2 separate regions of the Sus scrofa genome follow, and region 1 is linked to region 2. Evidence: chromatin contacts called from public Hi-C data. All regions are on one chromosome and are shown on one strand. The core of a region is the stretch at or near the end of the contact, and the rest is flanking DNA. Distances in the headings are between cores, read along the strand shown. Region 1 has its middle 44 kb from the start of PPARGC1A. Region 2 has its middle 520 kb from the start of ADGRA3.

Evidence for each region. A called contact is a pair of places that touch in the nucleus more often than the background predicts.
Region 1: a Hi-C map of fetal heart ventricle shows a contact between it and region 2, with 3 times the contacts expected there. The contact joins two enhancer-like sites. A contact is called at or near these places in 2 of 47 Hi-C or Micro-C datasets (fetal heart ventricle and heart right ventricle) and 1 of 2 datasets of contacts at active chromatin or transcription factors (skeletal muscle).

Annotation. Positions count from the first base shown.
Region 1 is chr8:17,989,183-17,993,635 of Sscrofa11.1, forward strand. It overlaps a transcript of PPARGC1A not described here. Among named protein-coding and RNA genes, the nearest start is that of PPARGC1A, 44 kb to the left of the region's middle. Within about 2 kb of position 1,704, at least 30 of the 83 cell types and tissues checked have an H3K27ac peak or open chromatin away from gene starts, as enhancers often do.
Region 2 is chr8:17,302,909-17,307,261 of Sscrofa11.1, forward strand. No RefSeq gene overlaps it. Among named protein-coding and RNA genes, the nearest start is that of ADGRA3, 520 kb to the left of the region's middle. Within about 2 kb of position 2,548, at least 2 of the 83 cell types and tissues checked have an H3K27ac peak or open chromatin away from gene starts, as enhancers often do.

The DNA of each region.
Region 1 (4,453 bases), core at 454-2,953, 690 kb after region 2:
GCCAGTTGTACGGTTGAACAACACATGCAATTTGAAGCCAGAGCTGAACTGCTTGGGGCAATAGGAGTGGAGCCGATGCTGCCTCCAAGGATCCTCCCACTCACTCCATCGTTTTGCTGGAAGGGGCCCTGGTCCCTCCGCAGTAACAAAGTGGGAACATGGCTGCAGGTCAGTGACAAAGGTGGTAGCAGGCACTTTACTGAGGGGACGAAAGGTGGCCCTCATGGGGACACAGGGGGAGGACTTGAGTATGGCTTGACCCTCACTCAGAACAGACTAGAGTGACCCCGAGATGGGAATCATTCTGGAAATGGCACCATTTCCAGTCTGTGTTCAAAGTTTTCTGCCTTCTGCTGTGGAGCATGCAAACAATGACAATAACAAGAATAATAACCAGACTAACACCTGCCACTTTTCATTGAGCACTCATTGTGCCCTAGGCTAAGCCTGTCTAAGCTTCTTCTCATTAAATCTTTTTAACAACCCAATAAGGAAGGTATTACTATTATTCCATTTTATAGCTGAATGTTAACAGGGCCTGAACTCAACCAGGAAATCTCAAAACATGGCTGTCTTCCAACATCTCCTAAAGATTTGCGATCCCACTCTTTGTCACTCCAGGGTACCCCACTGAATAGAGTTATATTTTAGTGTCTGGGACCTTATTTAGATGATGTCATCCGAATGTTGATCCAAAACCTCTGTTTTATGTACTTTTCGGTCCCCAAATAAGCTATGAAATTTCTTTTCACTCAAAATAAAGATCATTTACACCCCTTCTCACAGCTTCAAGCCGGACAAAGTCCCTCTCTGGCGTGGGAGCTGCTGTGAATTTGATTTTTGGCGAGGCAGCCCTCGTGCAGCTGGCGACTATTGTGCCATTCCGTGTACACTCAGGGGCAGTGTATAAATAATAAATCGTAGCATTTCTTAAGTCTGCTTTGCACCCTCCGAAACGCCAGTCATACGATGGGGAGGAACGCCTTCTCGCTGCTGACATTTAGGTTGACGCTGAAGGACTGTTTCTCCAGCCAGGACTTCAGTGCGGCTCTCTAATATCTTAAAGATCAACCTTAGCAACAACAACGACAAAGGCGTAGAATTTTATCAGTACAAGGTGTAAGGAAAGAAAGGTTCTGAAATATGAACAACCATCATCATTGATTTTTTTTTTTTTTTTTTTTTAAGCCCAAAGAGCACATACCACTCAAGCTGCAGGGACAAAAATAAACGACTAGGGCCATCCAAATGGGAACTAGGAGGACTCTTCCAGGGCCAGTGGACTTTTTGGTTCCTCTCCTCCTCCCCTTTGCTACCCAGACTCTCAAGGGAAGGAACGCCTGTGGGAAAGTGATCCTGGAAGAATGGGTTAATACAAGCTGCACTGTTCCCTCAGTGATGCCTTAAATAATTGTCACATGGCCCCTATAATCTGTCCCATGCTGTCAGCACTGGGTTAGTCATAATACTATCAGATAAGAACTGTTCAAAGTGACACACTAACCAACATGAGAGGCACATGACTTTCTGGCTTGGCAACTGCCCTTCAGCTGAACTTTGGCTTAGAACGAAAGACTCCCGGGGGCGGCCCTGCACATGCAGCCGCCCGGGGTGTCCGGTGGCATTTTCCGTTGCTAGGGCTTGTGTGGCTTCACGAGCCAGAGAGGGGCCGCCGGGGCTCAGTTACAGGGACTCGCTGGCTCACCCCACGTCTGGGGCCAGGGAAAGGGAACCGCGCCGCTGCCTAGCCGAGCCTGTGCTGGGACTCCCTGTCCCCGCTACACTTGATTAGTTTTGCAAATGTGTGTGTCACACGTTGTGCCAAGTGCCGCAGCGGGGCAACTCGGACCCCCAAAGGGAGTTTGTGCTGGAAGAGGTGGAGAAAGAATGTGGCTGTTGGCTAAGAGGACGCAAAGCAAGGGCAGGCAAGGAAGAAGGGGGAAAAAAAAAAAGAAAAAAGAAAGCGATCACCTCTGGGTGGAAGGTTACTGTGGACTGGCTCTGGGTTTTTTGTGCTTTTCAGCTGCCCCGCCCCCATGCCACCTTTTTTTTTTTTTTTTTTTTTTTCCTTTGCTTCTAGCATGTTTTAGATTTTTAATTTGAAAAGTGAAGTCCTATCTTTTTTTTTTTTTTCCCAAGGAGAATAAAGGAAGCAAAGAATCGTGGAAAAGAGGAAGGAAGGTGACCCATTCCCTCCCTGATTCATTCACAAAGCAGAGAGCAGAAAGGAAGGGAGAAGACAGGTCATCAGACATTGGATTTGAGAACATTTGTTGGCTGTGTGCCTCTGCTGTACTCACCTCTTGTCTCTCTCTAAGCTTTATTGTCCTCAGCAGTAAAATGGAATAACAATACCCAGGTTACAATACTGCTGTGAGGCTTCAAAGAGGTGATACATGCTAAGTGGCTAACATATGGTAGGTGCTGGATAAAGAGTAGCTCCTGGAAAGCCACAGGAACTGCAGTGATCTTTGGAGCCAGGGATGACCAGGTCCACAGTCTGGTGCCACCATTTAGTGTGTGACCTTGGTCGAGTTATTTCACCTCAATGAGCTTCTCATCTATAAAATGGGATGATGACAGCCAACCAGTAGGATTATTGAAAGAAATTATGGAGGTAATGTTTACCATTCGGCACAAAGCCAGGCACAGAGCAGGTATTCAGTGGATGGTACCCTGGTGGTGCTGCTGGAGAGTAGGTAGGTAGAAAGAAAACCAACCCACTCACTTCTTCAGCAAATGGAAATCACAAGAAGTACAAGGCAAGAAAAATTGTAGGAAGATATATGGATTATGTAACTAAAAATCAAAGATAAGTTCAATAAAGATTGAAAGGTGTCCAGAAGGACACAAGCACATAAAGAGACAGAGAACATGAGAGAATGTCCTGAGTGGGAATAACCATATTTCCTAGTTAGAATTACCTAGTCCACCCTCCTTCTGCCCCAGGGAGGTAAGACCTTATTCCTCCCACTTACAGATCGAAGCTCAGAGAGAAGTAATGACTCTTCTAGGATCGCACAGCTAGTAATAGCATAAGGGGGGCTACCCTGGAGCTAGTGCCCCTACTATGCTCTTTTAGGAAAGACAGGTGGGTAAAAAAAAGGATAACAAAAATTCCATGGAAGTAGCGAAATGTTAGAAACTACGTGAAAAGCAATAAATGACATTAGATAAAAATTCCGGTTCACATTGGGAGAAACGGAACGGAAAATAATTGTTGTTGTTGTTTAATAAACACAAATAGTATTTTGGAAAAATGAAAATTTTAAAAATGGGAAATAAAAATGGTATTTAATAGAAAGACATTTTTATGGGAGATAAATCACGGAATCTAGAGATTCCTGGAGAAATCTAAGTAGGAAGAATTCCAATGGAAAAGAGGAAAGCTAGCTTGACCCCTCCTGCTAATGTCCCAAGTCTGATTATCCAAGGTGCTGCAGGGGTTAAGACCTCCTGACAAAGAATGAAAAAGGAAAGCAGCTGACCTCTAATGTCCCAAGTCTGATTATCCAAGGTGCTGCAGGGGTTAAGACCTCCTGACAAAGGCAACTTACTTTGTAGACAGGAAAGCCACCAACACATGGGGTCTAGGAATCCTAGTGTTGCTGGTTCTGGGCTGCTGACATAAGGTACTTCAAGAAGAGAGAATACTAGCATTGTCATGGTGGGCATTCTCTTCCCTATAAGTGGTTGCTTTAAGGGGATAAAAATCAGAAGACCCCAAAGCGAAGATGAAACTCAGCCAGAAGGAATGATATTACTGCCTGCAGTTTCTTCTCAATAACTCAGATGCCAAAATGTCTGAAAGCTCCTTTTTAAGTGGAGGTAATTCTCTTTCCAGACGCCAGGGGGTGCACTAGAGTGGAAACAACCACAGATGATGAATCCCACCTCTTGCTGGCTCTTCCCACTCAAGAGCAGTGTAGACTTGGGCCTGCACCTGAAGCCCACCAATTCTCTCTTTCTCTCCTCAGATGTGAAAAGTCTTCAGGGTTGTTTTGAGAATTAAATGAGATAGTATAAAGGCACCTGGCCCATTCTAAGCCATTCATACTATATTTTTTCCTTTGCTTCCAGAAACATGTGTTTGTGGCCTCCCCCATATGCAAGAGGTTGGTTTTCTGGGTGAACTAACTCTCACCGGCTCAGCCCAGACTGGTTGGTGGTTTATGACGCTTAAGCAAGAGAAATTAATAGGAAAATGGATGACATAGAGTGAGAGAAAAAGAAGGAACACAATTCAATATTAAGAAAAGCCAACTGGCCCCACATCCTCGAAGGCATTAGAGAGTATTTTCCTTCAGACAGCTTTCTGGCTACAGCCTGAAGTTCATGAGTGCTAGCCTTGCTTGTGCCATGTGTCTAAATCACCCCTGTCCATTTAATAATAATCATAAGGTCTTACTTTTATAGGGCTTTAGTTTAGAAGGCACTCTCACATACATTAATC
Region 2 (4,353 bases), core at 1,298-3,797:
TTCAAAAGTAGAAGTAAAGAGTGTCTACACTGCGGGAAATTTGAATGCTTCCATAATGGAGACTCAAAGATTAAAACTAATCTTGATTATCTAATGAAATTTCTCAAGTGAAAGGACATTTGAAATGAGACCTACAGAATACATAAAAGATATTTAAATGAAAGAAAAAGTATTTCAGGTGAACAAACAGAATGTTGGAACACCTAGAAATGAGAGAATAACTCATTAAATGAAATAAAGTACATCTGGTATGGCCAGAGACAATGAGAATAGCAAGAGATAAAATGGTGAATTAGGCTTAGTCATATTGATGAAAGCCTTGAAACTTAAATTATAAAGTCTGAACCATATCCCAGAGAAATGGAAATCCACTCAAGTTTTACAGCAGAAGTATGGTAATAGTTGATTTCCACTTCTTAAAGATCACACTTTCTTATGGATGAAGAAAGAATTAGAAGAGGGACAAGGATGGAGGATGAAGAGCCATTAGGAAGCTCTTTCAGTGTTTCATGGGAAGGGTAAAGACACAAATTCAGGTATTTATCATGGAGCTAGGAACAAGGTAGTTAACTTTCAGAGACAGATTAAAGGAAAAATATATAGAACTTGGTTTCTGATTAAGATTATTGTTTACTTTTGTTGTGCTCTTATTGTGTTATTCTGATGTACATAAGTATTTCTTACTTATCATGCTTAAGATTCAGTAGGTTTCCTGAGTCTCAGTGTATTAGTCAGGGTAATTAATACTATATGCTATAACAAATAAATCCCAGAGTCAATAGTTTAACATACTTACAAGTTTTATTTCTTGCTCAAGTAAACTTAAATTCAATGTTCCTGGGTAGTATTTTTTCTGGGCTATTGTCCTCTAAGGAAGAACTCTGAAATCAAGTTTATTCAAGATCAACATGGGTTTATCAATGCATCATGTTTGGTAGAGAGACAGAAACAGGGAGGGGTGGAGCAAGGGCGGTAAATTGATAATGGGAAATAACCACTTGTAACAATGAGAGTCAGAAAGTGACCCACTTCATTTTTTCCGATTAAATAGTTTTTCTGAGAACTAGCGAATGGATCCCAAAGTTCAGAGGACTTGAAAAAATGGTTTTCTGTAGCAAGAGCACAGTGTCCCACACAAAGATTTAGCATCTTTGAGTATTTCACAACTGTTAATATTTCAAATATTGTCTCTACCTCATTTCTTGTATTCTTTCTTTCCAAAAACACATTTAGTTGTATAAGACCTCATTATCTTCCAAATTTTAAAACAATCTTCCATATTTGACACTTCTGCTTCTTTACGTTGGATTTTAGGTATTTTTCAGGTTTCTTCCAATTTACTAATTCTCTCTTTAGCTGTGATTAATTTTACATTTAATACCTTAATTGAGGTTTCAGATTTCAATATCTATATTCTATTTTTTCAACCCGTTTTTGATAACCTATTCTTTGTTATATCTCGGTTCTACTTTTTATTTATTTAAAATGCTTATTAAAATTTAATATCTTGGAATTTCAGTATCAGAAGTTTCTGAAAAGTCTTCTTTTACTGTCAGTTGATTCTTCGGGGGTTTATTCTGGTGGTTTGTTTCCCTTTATGTTATTTATTCTGAATTACAAATTCTTATTCAAATGCCTGGGCTTTTTAAATATTCTTCAAGTCTTATATTGGGGCACATTGTTCCAGAGAATATCTATGTCTGCTTCTGCTCGACACTTGAGAGTTCTACTAACCTGAAATTATTTTGAATTCATTATTTCTTTGCATGTAGTTTGTCAGAGCTTATAAATAGTGCAAACAATTCCAACTCTACTCGAGGGATGGCTTGATTTTTAAAAATTCTCAGGTGAAAGCTTTCGACTATTTCTGGGCTACAGTATATGTTTCCTTTGTTTCTTCCTTTGCTTTCAGGCAGATTTTTCTTTTTTTTTCCTTCTGATCCATACTTTCACACGACCCCTTGAGGGCTCTAGGTTCCATTTCTAAATCCTTAACTTGAGTGAGCCCAACATCATTGAAATGCAAGTCGCTGGGTGACAAAAGATTCAAACAGTCAGGGTAAGTATGGCTTCATCGCCCCACTTATTGTCTTATTTTCAGCTTCTTTCATGATCTTGTCCCATTAGAGATACCTCATTTTACTTGCAAGCTCAGCTATTTACTTTCAAAGATGATTATTATATATAATTCAACACCTCTAGATGTTTCATAACAGAGAACTTTTTAACTGTGTTTTTCAAGCGTGGCAGTTCTTTGTAATTAATCAAATATAAAAAAATACACTTGTATATATACTCCAACATTTTCATTTATATTAGTAACTTTTAAAGCTAGTGGTTTTTTTTCCTAAACCATTGACAAGTCTTCCCAATTCCATCACAGTTACCTCAAACTCATTGCATTTAAAGTAGTAATGCCTCATCTTCCTCTTTTCCCATTTCGTTTCTCCCACATCTATTTTCTGCCTGACTCTCACATCTCATTCTCATAACTAGGTCCACTACAGCAAGGTCACCTCTGCCATGTTCTTTGAGGTTATCTAGAATAAGCACTATGTATTTCTGGAAATCTAAGCCCTACTATCTAATGAAAATTACAATTAAGCCATAGTTCCCAGTCTTAGGATCAGTAGGTCATTTAATGAAGAAACTTGTGAGTTAGCCCCAAACATTAAATTTTCTCTTAGTATTCATTGGTAATACTCCGTGATAATGCAGGCAAAGGGAACTCCTTTACTTCAAAGGACCACTGATACTGACAAAAGGAGTGACAACAACGTGGGAAGTGATAGCAGTATCACATTTATTCCAGCAGCAATGTCAAGGTCAAGTCACAAGGCAGAAAAGCAGCAAATTCAGGGTAGTTGTTAGGGATGATGTCGGCACAGCAGCTTTATCAGAATTTGAATGCCTGCCAAAGAAATCATATGAGATACTTGGGACTCTGCCTGGAGAAAGAGGGAGTTAGAGTGCTTATATTTAGAAATTATGTTGAATGGAAACTAAGAGTCATAGACCATATTTATGACCATCGTGGATGTTCCCTTTCAGGCTGGTATAGTAAGAGTTTTCTAAATATTACTAAAATATACTTCAAGAGGAAATTGTAATATAAATAAATGGAATAATACAAGTAAGTGCTATAAGAATGTAGAGGGCTGGGAATGTAGTCTGTGGGTACCTGAGAAAAGAGGAAAATGATGTATTTTGGCCATTTCAAGGTATAATATGAAGAATTTAATTATATGTATATTTTTTAAAAAAGACTTGGTTTGGTGTTTCTCACAGAGACAATTGAAATGGTTATTCAAAGTAAGATTTTCCTAAAACAACAGTATTAGTATAGACGTCATTACTTTGTTTTCAGAGTCTCAGTGGCCAACCTCAGCAAAGTTTATAAGTCAATCAGGCAAACTCCATTGCAAGTTTAGTACCTTTTTAGGGGCAAACTTTCACAATTCAACTATTTTTTTTTTCAATTATCTTAGCATGATGCATATGATAATCATTCTAGATGCATAAGAGAGAAGTCAATTTGCTTTCACAAATTAAGACTTAATTGTCTCTTGGGACCTCAGCTGTAGGTTAACTGTCCTCCAGTTACTAAGACAGCCATCCAAGCTGAGAATTCCATCATCCCATACCTGAGTAGAATACGCAATCTACCCAGTCAGGATGATAGAGGATGAGACAGTTGGAAAGGTGTTGACTAGTTCTTTCATATTTTTGCCCACATCATATGTCATATCTGACCACAGTCACTGGCCAGATAAAATCTCATGAATTCTCCAATGGCTGAAATTTAAAATGAGAGAAGAACCAGATATAGGTGAATATTAGTAATGTCCACCAAAGAAAAAATTATGGAGATAGGATATGATGAAGGATGGCTTTGATTTGGTGACCAAAAAATATCAGCTATTGAATGCTTTTCAAAAGAATCATGAGAAGGAAATTCTTTAAAGATAAGGTAATTTTCCTACCAATAGATAGAAGGTATTCTTAGGATTTCAATTGTATAGTGGGAATAATTAAAATTGCTGCAAACTATTAAAAAATTTGTGAAATCAAATTTTTCTAATTAAAATGTTTCAATTTAAAAACATATTCCTTAGAACATTACTAATTAACTAGTATAAAGTTTGAGCTAAGCAAGTAGAAAAGGTTGTTGAGATCTGCTTACAACATTGCACCTGTCGTCAACAATGCTGCATTTTGCACTTAAAATCTGTTGAGGGCTCATCTCATTTAAGTGTTCTTACAACAATAGAAGAAAAGAAAAAGAAAAAAATAGGAGGTTATATGCCAAAGATTATGAATGGTTATTACTTCAATGATCAGATTAATTTTCAT